2 separate regions of the Oryctolagus cuniculus genome follow, and region 2 is linked to region 1. A link is a contact called in public Hi-C data. All regions are on one chromosome and are shown on one strand. The core of a region is the stretch at or near the end of the contact, and the rest is flanking DNA. Distances in the headings are between cores, read along the strand shown.

The links. Hi-C and Micro-C count contacts between places; a contact is called where the count stands out from the background.
Region 2: a contact with region 1 is called in a Hi-C map of an unstated tissue, with 2.3 times the contacts expected there. The contact joins the promoter of ELL2 here to the promoter of RFESD in region 1. A contact is called at or near these places in 2 of 6 Hi-C or Micro-C datasets (embryonic fibroblasts and an unstated tissue).

The regions. Positions count from the first base shown.
Region 1 is chr14:18,240,378-18,245,551 of mOryCun1.1, reverse strand. RFESD (Rieske Fe-S domain containing) reads right to left here and starts at 2,965. Exons shown (of 5, transcript XM_017344610.3): 1 at 2,333-2,965; 2 at 1,771-1,896.
Region 2 is chr14:18,538,813-18,543,986 of mOryCun1.1, reverse strand. ELL2 (elongation factor for RNA polymerase II 2) reads left to right here and starts at 2,571. Exons shown (of 12, transcript XM_002713941.5): 1 at 2,571-2,910. The coding sequence starts at 2,764.

The DNA.
Region 1 (5,174 bases), core at 1,716-4,215:
CTACATCAACTTGCATCATCATCATTATTATTATTTAAAAACATGGCTTCAGGGGCTAGGTGTTTGTTTTAGTGGTAAGAATACTGCTTGGGACACCCTCACCCCCTATCAGAATGTTTGGATTTGAGTCCCAGCTCTGCTCTGCTCCCAATTCCAGCTGCCTGCTAATTCACACCCTGGGAGGCAGCAGGTGATGGCGCAAGGAGCCTCTGTCATACACATGCGAGACCTGGATTGGGTACTCGGCCTAGCCAAGCCTCAGCAGTTGCGGGCATTTGGGAGTGAACAAGCAGAAGGCAGATGTCTTTCTTCTTCCACCAAAACAAAAGAAAGGGGAGAGGGGAGAGGAGAGGAAAAATTATAATAATAACAATAAACTCACCAAAATGTTACTTGAAGTGAAAAAAAATTTAAAAAGAATTCAAAGGATGCTTCCATTTTTTTTCAAGTGTAAAGCAGGCAAACCAAACAATATATTACTCAAGAATACATGTCTACAGGGTATATGCATGAAGAAAAGTAAGGCAAAATTTCTTAAATGTTTCAAAATATTTTGTTAGTTCTTATATCTAAAATTATTCTTTTCAATATCTAAGTTGTATCTTCCTATATTATATATTATGTAGCAAATGATCCAAAACCCAGGAGTAAAATTGCACTTTGTATCCTCAAGGAATGTGCCTGCCCACGAATCATGAATGAATGAACTTGAGAAGTGGGTATGGCTTATTTCAAAATGGGACCAGAGAAGGAAGAGAATGAACAGTTCTATCTTTCCCTCCAGGCAAAAACTATAAATACAAACATGAAGCAAGTAACAAGATACAGGAGACGCAGACTAACACTGAACGTTGATTAAGGTCTCCCAACTCCCACATGAAAACCAAATGCTGTTCTTCCTCCAGGTTCAGCCTCCAATCAAGAAAAACTGTAGGAACCCTGAACACTGCAGGAGCCTTTGAAAGGGCTGATAAGAAGTGGTCAGGAAGGCTGGGGCTAACTGATAGAGTTCAGAGAATCAGACGACAGCCTTGCATTCTGCTTAAGAAAGTATTACCTCATCCTTGGAGGAAGAGTCCCCCCCCCACATGATATATGGCACTATTTATGCCAGCTGGTGACTATTCAATACTCACGCGCATGCTATTCTTAATTAAATACTACGGACGTCATGGCTCATTCTGACAAGGCCACGTGGAGCATGTTAACGACTGCTACTCTGATGAGCTATCCAGATGCTCCCATTGCCTGCATATTGAGTCTACTTTAAGATTGCACAATCTTCGCTGAAAATGTGTTACACTGACAGATTAAATTGTATGTATTTTCTGTGAACAACCCTATGCACTGACGTATATACACACTGTGGCATGACCAAATGTAGCTGAATAAGCTATGCATACCTCAGTTACTGCTTTTGTGGGGAGAACACTTTACAACAGCACTCTGCAAGAATACATCATGAACTACGATCACATCATGAACTATGTACAACAGATCAAAACCAGCAGAATCTTAACAAGAGAAAAGTGGAATAATGAAAATACTTACCCTCGAAAAACTGTCTTGAAGAAAAACGTCTCATCTGTCCTTAAAATTAGGTTTCTAAAGGTGCTCATTCCATAGAAAATTATAAATTAGCAGAATAGACCCTCAGTACTACTAGATACTTATTCAGCACAGGTTGAACTTTCAAAAAAAATATTTTAACTCAGCTGAGTTTTCAAAGGACACTGGACACAACACAGATATGAAATTAAAGGTACTTACTTGTCGCTCTCCTGAGCAGTGACTCAGGCGCTTCTACGGAGTCTGGGGACTTGGCCCACACATGCTCAGAATGCTTATCTGCAGGGTGACACTCGCGTTTAGGTCAAGAGCAGTCCTTGTATTCCACTGGAAGACACAGTGACAATAGATAAAAACTGTCAGAGGGGTTATTACTTGGACACATTTCCTATGTTAGCTCATTAATCCTCAGAAAACCACCAGAAGGAAAGGTGCTCCATTTAGGCAGCACCATGGATTTATATATATATATACATACACTCATATATAAATATATAATTATTTGAATTATATAATTATATATTTATATAATTATATAAATATAATATGTATTATATACATACATAAAAAACACGTGGCCTCCCAGTAAACCATCCTGAAGGCACAACTTTTTAGCAAAAATTTATAGTGATATACTGTGAGTTCTAACACCGATACGTATATACCTATCACCAAATAGGACGATCCTGAACTTTTTTTTTAAATGTAGGAACGCTAATGTGCCCGAGTTGTGTCCACAAATGTTTGAAAATTGGATACTTGCCTAATATCTTAATAAAATCATGTAGCTGTTCTGAAAACTGCCACCACCGTCTGATATTAAAGACCTGTGACCATAGGTGAGCTCCACCTGGGCTCGAATCCCGGCGTGGGGTGATTTGGGGCACGTGGCTTAATTTCTGGGCTGTGGTCTGTAACGAGGGCCTGGCACACCGCGAGGCAGAGGGAAACTGCGTGGGACTCGCTCAAACCAGGGTCGCCGTCAGCGCCACGGTCCTTCCAGTCCTGGCAAGTTTGCCCAGCGTGACCACGCGTTCTATTTCACAGACTAGCAGAGCGCTGCACAGAGCCTGAACTGGGCCGTGCAGGTGCAGCGGATTCCCCCGCCCAATATTCCAGCGGGGCCGCAGAAACCCGCCAACAGCCCTCATATTCAGCGCGCCATCTAGGCCGGCAAAGCTTGTTAAAGGCGCTGCGCTGCCGCCCTCAGGGTGAGCCTCCCGTGCCTGGGCACAACTATGCACCGAGGTTTAACGGTTCAGCAACGCAGAACGCAGGCCCTGGAGGGCCGAACTGCTCCAAGCAACCTCCAGAAGCAGCCAGCCGGCCACAGCCACCCAACCACAACCCCCGCCGCCGGAAGCCTGCGCTCGGGGCCGCGGGCCCGGCCGGAAGCAGCTGGCCCCGCGAGCCCCGCCCCGCTCCCGGCCGCCCAATCGCGCGCGGCGAGAACAGAATTGGCAGTTTTGGAGCCCTTGCTCCGCCCCCCTCAAGACCCGCCCTCCGCTGCCTCTGCGAGATGCGGCTGCGCGAGCCATCGCGGGGCGGGGCGGAATCGTCCACGTGACCTTGGAGGCCCGCCCCCGGCGACGGCCCCTGTGGCCTCCAAGGACCCGGGCTGGCAGGGGCCGGATGTCCCGGCGTTCCGGCCGCGCCTGGGAACTGGCTGACTGAGCCCTGTGTTTGACAAATTGAGTGTCATCATTTATTCTTTAGGCGTTGACCTCACTACATTTATCCAAATATTAAGTGCACCCAGCCGTCACACTCCTAGGAGTTTACCCCAAAAAACTACTTGGAAAAGTTCCTCATGATGCATATAATTCTTAGGTAAAGGTGCAAGGGAAGAGTGACAACAGCTAATGGGATCATCAACACGGGAATGGTTCAATAAAATACAGTTCAAGCAGGTGAACTACCCCGTATACGCGGAGAGTAGGTTCATGAGCCGATGAACGTTAGAAGGAAAAGTGCAGAATGAGATCTATTGTACTGTCTACAGTGTGAACCCAAATTGTTTCTCACATGAGAGGTAAACGTTAAAAAGCAATCCAGAACATAACAGTAGTTCCTTTGGGGGCAGATAAAGGGTTTCACTTTTATATTTTGGATTCATAATTTTTCTTCCTCTTTATACTTCCCTGAATTAAAAAAAAAAAAAGCACACCAAAACCCTCATACTTGTGGTCAGAGCTCAAAGTATATGAATTTGATGGATTTTAAAAGATATATATTTATTTATTTGATAGTAAGAAAGAGAGGTTTCCCATCTGTTATAAATACCTGCAGTGGCCAAAACTGGGCCAGGTCAAAGCCAGGATCCAGGAACTCACTCTGGGTTCCCCATGTGAGGGGAGAAACCCAAGTACCTGAGCCATCACCATTCCATCTAGGGTCTGTGTTAGCAGGAAGCTAGAGCCAGGACCTGCTGCTGGGATCAAACCCACATGCTCTGATATGGGATCCAGGTACCTTACCCCTAAGCCAAACACTTACCTCCAATGGGCTTTTAAAGTTCCCTTTACTGTCCTCTAATGGGAGTGATTCTGAACCCAGCTTATGCCATAGAGCCACGTGGGAATTTTTAGAAGCCATGATAGGAGCTGGTGCTGTGGCGCAGTGGCACATCGAGTTAAAGCCCTGGCCCGCAGCACTGGTATCCCTTATGGGAACCGGTTCGAGTCTCAGCTGCTCCACTTCTGATCCAGCTCCCTGCTAATGCATCTGGGAAAGCAGTGGAGGATGGCCCAAGTCCTTGGGTCCCCACACCTATATAAGAGACCCACAGGAAACTTCTGGCTCCTGGCTTTGGATTGGCTCAGCTGTGGCTATTTGTGGCCATTTGGGGAGTGAACCAGTGAATAGAAAACGCCTCTCTCTCTCTCTCTCTCTTTTAAATAAATAAATAAAATAAACCTTAAAAAAATGTCATGATACCAAATCATGTCTGCATTCCAGGTCAGTGAAATAACATGTTGGTGAGGGAAGGAGGATTTGAAATAATGTTTTAGGCCGGCGCCGCGGCTCAATAGGCTAATCTTCCGCTTTGCGGCGCCGGCACGCTAGGTTCTAGCCCCAGTCAGGGGGCCGGATTCTGTCCCGGTTGCCCCTCTTCCAGGCCAGTTCTCTGCTATGGCCCAGGAGTGCAGTGGAGGATGGCCCAAGTGCTTGGGCCCTGCACCCCATGGGAGACCAGGAGAAGCACCTGGCTCCTGCCTTCGGATCAGCACGCCGGCCGCAGCGGCCATTGGAGGGTGAACCAACGGCAAAAGGAAGACCTTTCTCTCTGTCTCTCTCTCTCACTGTCCACTCTGCCTGTCAATAAATAAATAAATAAATAGAAATAACGTTTTAACTTCCCAGGTAATTCCAGTGTGAATCCAAGCTTGAAATTTAATATGCTGACATAGTAGATCTCAGGACCCAGGGTGGCCCTGCCGACCTGGGACAGCTGAAATCCGGGAGCCTTGTCCATTTGCCCCACAGTGCCATTTAAATGCCATCTTTAAGTGAGCCTCCACATGTAAGAAGCTGAGAAGCTGAGAATAAGGATTTGCCTCCAGCGCTAGTTTCTCCTGGTTGTGTTTTGTTCAGCATAGTTTATA
Region 2 (5,174 bases), core at 1,322-3,821, 300 kb before region 1:
CCACACAATATACTGTACACATAGAAACAGACCTTGCCTCTTCTGGTTATCCAAGGTTAGGCAGGCTGCTTTCAAATTAATGGGGTCTCTAAAATGAATGGATTCAGCTAGAAAGATCATTAAGACCATTTCAGTTGGCCTCTCTCCATCTATACCACCTCCACTTATCTAGACTCTACTTAGTCTTCAACAGATGTTCAAATTGCTCCACCTCCACAAAACCTCTTTATTCTTCTTTCTTTGAATTCTTTGTTTGGCATCCTTGGGTGGGCACGAACTTTCTTTGAATTTTTGAGCTTATCACTAACACCATCCAAATTACCATCTATTAATTCTCTAATTACTGTGCTTTGAATATGTTGTTTCTTTCATCACATTTAAACAGAAAATTCCTTTAGAGATGATACGGTTTAATTTTTAAATTCTCCACAGCATGTTATATGTAGCGGGCATTCGGTGATGATAATTAATTACTTAAACTGAATATAGATACAGAATAACATAGATACAATGGCAACCTTCCCAAAGAGAACTTTCATCAGTCTCCTTCACATCATAACTGGACCCTCTGACTCAGGCAGGCATCATGTGGATCATGTCTGTGAGGTATCAATGGAGACACTACTACATCACCATATTAACTTGCACACTAAAATTTCATAGCTGAATAGATCGAAAGAGGAAAAATATGAACATTAACTCACTATCATATTACCCACTCAAAGACTTGTTGCTCACAAAAATAGGGAATGAGAAAAATTTTTCCTACCACAATTAAGTACAAAATCAATTATTATTAAAGAGGCTGCAGTTCAGACATTTGAGGACTACAGTGACAACCACCCTAGTTCCTCCCCCACTCCTTGGATGTCATCAGAAGTTCTGAGTAAGAGGAGACCAAGGGAGGATGTCATGTGGGCGGGGATTTACCCACCTTCACCGGAAAAGCAGTAGGATACAGGTTTTACTTGTTCTCATCAAACCTCCCTTCCCAACACCCCACCACCACCACCACCACCAAATAATTACAGCTTTTGCTGTGCGGTCAATGCTTCCCTATCAAAGTAAAGCAAACAACAGAAAGGAATAATTCAAATATAGAACTGTTTTCTTAGACTATAGCTCACCCAGATATGAACTATTTGGAAAGCAGAGAAAATTAGGCAATAAAGCAATTCCTTTCTAAAAGTAAGATTCTGAATTCACTTTTTTTGTGTGATTGCCTAATTCCCTATTTAATGAATTTAAGATAATTAACACTCTGTATTAACACTAAAGGAAACTAAATTAACAAGTGTTAACCATGTCTTCACAGCCAGCCTATTCAGGCGCGCTGACATGAAGTCAGTTTACAAACTTCTCCTGTGATGTCACCAACACTTAATACAGGTCTTCCATATAATCCGTACTCTACAAAGAGAATTCGTTCTGAAATTCATGCCATCACATACAACCTTGCCCGAGGGTCTCAATGGAAAGGGCGTGAACCTATAGGGGAAAAAGGTTTATTCAGGTGTGTAGGGCGGCGGACTCACGGGGGAAAAAAAAAGTCACAGCCTAATCCTATTAAAAAGGATGGGAAATACTGATTAGATATCTAAAAAATTGTTCCTGGGGAACCGAGTAAAAAGCACCTCAAATTTCTGCTTTTCTCTGGTGTTTCTGACCACGCGACGGGGAGCCTGCCTGTCAGGCCGACCACCGACGCCCCCTCACGGAGCCCAGCACGGCCCTGCCACCTCCGCTTCCCCTCAGGAGGCAGGCCTCACGCACCTAACAAAGCCGGCCCAAGGACAAGGAGATGGGTTAGGTCAAGGCCGGTTCTGCCCTTCGGAAGGCGTCACCACCCTAACCTAGGGCGCCTCTCCCTACGCCATCAGGGCGGCGGGCTGCCGCCTCCCGGGGTCACTTAGCAGAGACCTCGAAGTTCGGTCCTCGCTGAGCCTGGGTCCGCCTCTTGAAAAAGACATTCCCCCAGGCGCACGGCTCTGTCCCTGAGACTCAACCCAGCACAACCCCCAAAGGCCAGGCTGCACTCACTCCCGTCAAGTTCAGGGGGCCGTGAGGAAAGCGGGGGTCCTCGCAGGCCCACCTGCTCCACCGCAGTCCTCAACTGGGTTTTGAGAATCCCGCCCTCCCGCACCCCGTTTCGACTCCTACTGCGTCCTCCTCACGCACACACACCCCCAAGCTCCCGCGGGCTTCCCGAGCCGTCGAAGGACAACGCCCCGACGTGGTCCCCGTCACGTCCTCGCACCCCGACTCTCCCCGGCCATCGCCCCGGGGGCGGGGCTCCGACTCTAGGAAACCAGACCAGGCAACCCAGGCACCCAGCGAGCCGGGGATCCCCACGCCAGCCTGGCCAATCGCGGCTGGCGAACCAAGGCGACCAGACGTGACGTCAAACGTGATTAAGTTGGCGCGTCACCCCGACGTCAGCCTCTCTGCCCTCGGACGTCCCGTCCCGGGAGCAAAACTCCGGCGACTTTGGGCCCCGCCCCTGTGAGAGCGGAAGGCAGCCAATGAGGACGCCGCGGAGCGGAGCGGAGCCAATGAGGAGAGGGCGGGGCGGGGCGCGAGGCCGGAGGGTGGGGCGGGCGGCGGCAGTGGCAGCCCCAGGTCTGGCTGAGCGCAGTATATGACAGTACGTCAGCAGCGGGATGGCCGTAGCTGTGGCGGCGGCTGCAGGAGCCCGAGCAGCCGCGGCCGCAGTGGAGGCTAAAGCCCGAGCGGCGTCGGCGGCGGCACCCCGGGGAGTTTAAGATGGCGGCGGGGGGGGCGGCGGGCCTGCGGGAGGAGCAGCGTTACGGACTGTCGTGCGGGCGGCTGGGGCAGGACCACATCACCGTCCTCCATGTGAAGCTCACGGAGACAGCGCTCCGGGCGCTCGAGACTTACCAGAGCCACAAGGTGAGCTGGTCGACCGGGCGGGCTCGGGGTGGGCACCCTCGCCTCCCGCCGCGCCTCCTCAGACTCGAGGCACCAGCGCGGGGTGTCCCGGAGCCTGGCTCTCCGCTGCCGCCGTCAGCGCCCGCGGCGGGCGGGCGGCCGGGCCGGGCAGGGCAGGGCAGGGCCGGGCAGGGTCGCTGACGCCGCGGTCCCAGGCCGGCCGGGCGCTGAGGCGTTCCGAGGAGGGCGAGCGGACGGGCGGCCCCTGGCGGCGGGGCCGAGGCCGCCGCAGCCCTGGCTCGGCTGCGCCGCCGCTGCGGGACTTTCCGACGGCGATCGCGGATTTCCTAGCTGGTTGGGTCCCAAGGAGAGAGAGAGAGAGGGAGACTGGGGCGAGTAAGGGAGCGGGCCTGAGGCGCGGCGTGCCGATCAAGAGCCGGGAGGACCCGTGGGCACGAGCTGCCCGCGATTTCGTGCTAACATATGGGCCCGGTGGACCCGCATAGCCGCGGATCCCGGCGCTCTGCGAATGGGGCTGGGACACGATTGGAACTCCCAGGGACTTGGGGACACGCGAGCACTCCGGGGCGCTTCCCTTAATGGGGGCACACGATGTGCTCGTGGAGGTGGGACCGGCACTCCGGGTACTGGGGATGGGGGGTTGGGGTGCACTCGGGTGCCCTTGCCCTGGCCTGGACGGAGGACGGGCACGCACCTTGCATTCTCGGGGGACACAGGCGCCTCGCGTTCCCCGAGACACCCTGCGCCCCGGACCGCCGCCGCCTTCCCGGGAAAGACCCGGGCACTCAGGCAGGGGCTCAGGGTGCCGGGGAGAGAACATCGCGGAAGCTGGCTGTCCCGGGAGACGCCTTGCGCGGGGGCTGAGTCGCCGAGCCCAGGTGCGGTGCGGGGAAGAAACGCTGCATCCTGGGCTAAGACTCGCTGACTGGAGCCTCTCCGCTCTCCGCGCTCCGGAGAGACCCGCGACGCACTCCCATCTCCAGGACAGGGAGGGGCTCAGCCACACTCTAGTACAAATCCAGGGGTGCTTTCACGTTGGGAGAGAAGTGAGAGAAGGGGCACGGCCGCCAGGGTGCTCGGGGAAGCCGTTTATGGGCATGCGGTGCTGTGTGTGGCTGAGCGAGACAGGCGTGGGCACCTTGCCGGAGGGAGGGATACACCATATGGGAGACCGGTCCCATCTGACTCCGCAGAGCCGGCTGACAGTCGCCGAGTCCGTACCGGGACCACCGCTAGGTCTCATAACACAGTAGCCCAGGGGCAGAGGGCCATGCAGACACAGACTCACATAGTTATTCAGATAAAAGTGGAGAAAAGAATTAACATCTGTTGAGCTCCCACTAGTGCCAGGCACTTTAAATGCACAGAGGGAAGCTGGTCCCGGGCAGAGCCAGCCGCAGGAGATGGGAGCCAGGGACACCAGCACACTGTGGGCGATAATATGGGAGGGTACACGTGTACGCAGAGCAGGTGAACGCAGGCAAAGACATGTGGATGCCCACACCAGGATGCACGGGAGCCAGCCGAGAAGCCTATAGTGAAAGAACTCACAGCCTGTGAGCCTGTGTGAGGCAGGCTGGGAGTGGCTGGTGACAGGGAGAAAGATAGCGCCTACAAAATGACATCCCAGGGAGAAAAGAGCAAGAGTGGCTCGGAGGCCAGCATGCCCTGTCGCAGCAGTAGGGATGCAGAGAGATAGAAGAAACAGACAACAGCCTGTGCCGGGAGGTACACCTGCAGTGAGGAGAGCAGCAGCAGCCTGGAGTGGGAGGCTGGATAGGAAGGCCAAGGGAAGGAAGCAAGATGGAGAGATAAGTTTGCCTGTTTAAGGGGAAAGGCGTGGGAAGGAATGACTGGGAAGAAGGTAGGTCAGGGGGTAGAAAGAAAAACAGAGGCCTGGAGAGGAAGAAGCCAAGAGGAGGAGGAGGAGGCCAGTCCCCTAGAGAAAGACTGACACACGGTGGGGTGGGGAGAGGCAGCCAGCCACCATGGGGAAACAACAGGCAAACTGTACAGCTGGTTATAGTGACATTGACACTGCCTACTTGGCTGGAAAGGGGTGGGCCGAGGGGGCCCACTCGAGGCTGGGGTTGGAAGTGCATGCCCCAGGGAGAGCAAAGCACCAGAAGCTCCCAGTGCCTGCTGATCTGCCTGCCTGCCAGGGGCCCAGGAAGGGAGTGCTGTTTGTTTTCCTACCCTTGTGTGGCCTTCACTTGTGTCTCGCACACCCTAGCATTTCCAGGCTTGAGATGAAGGTTAGAGTG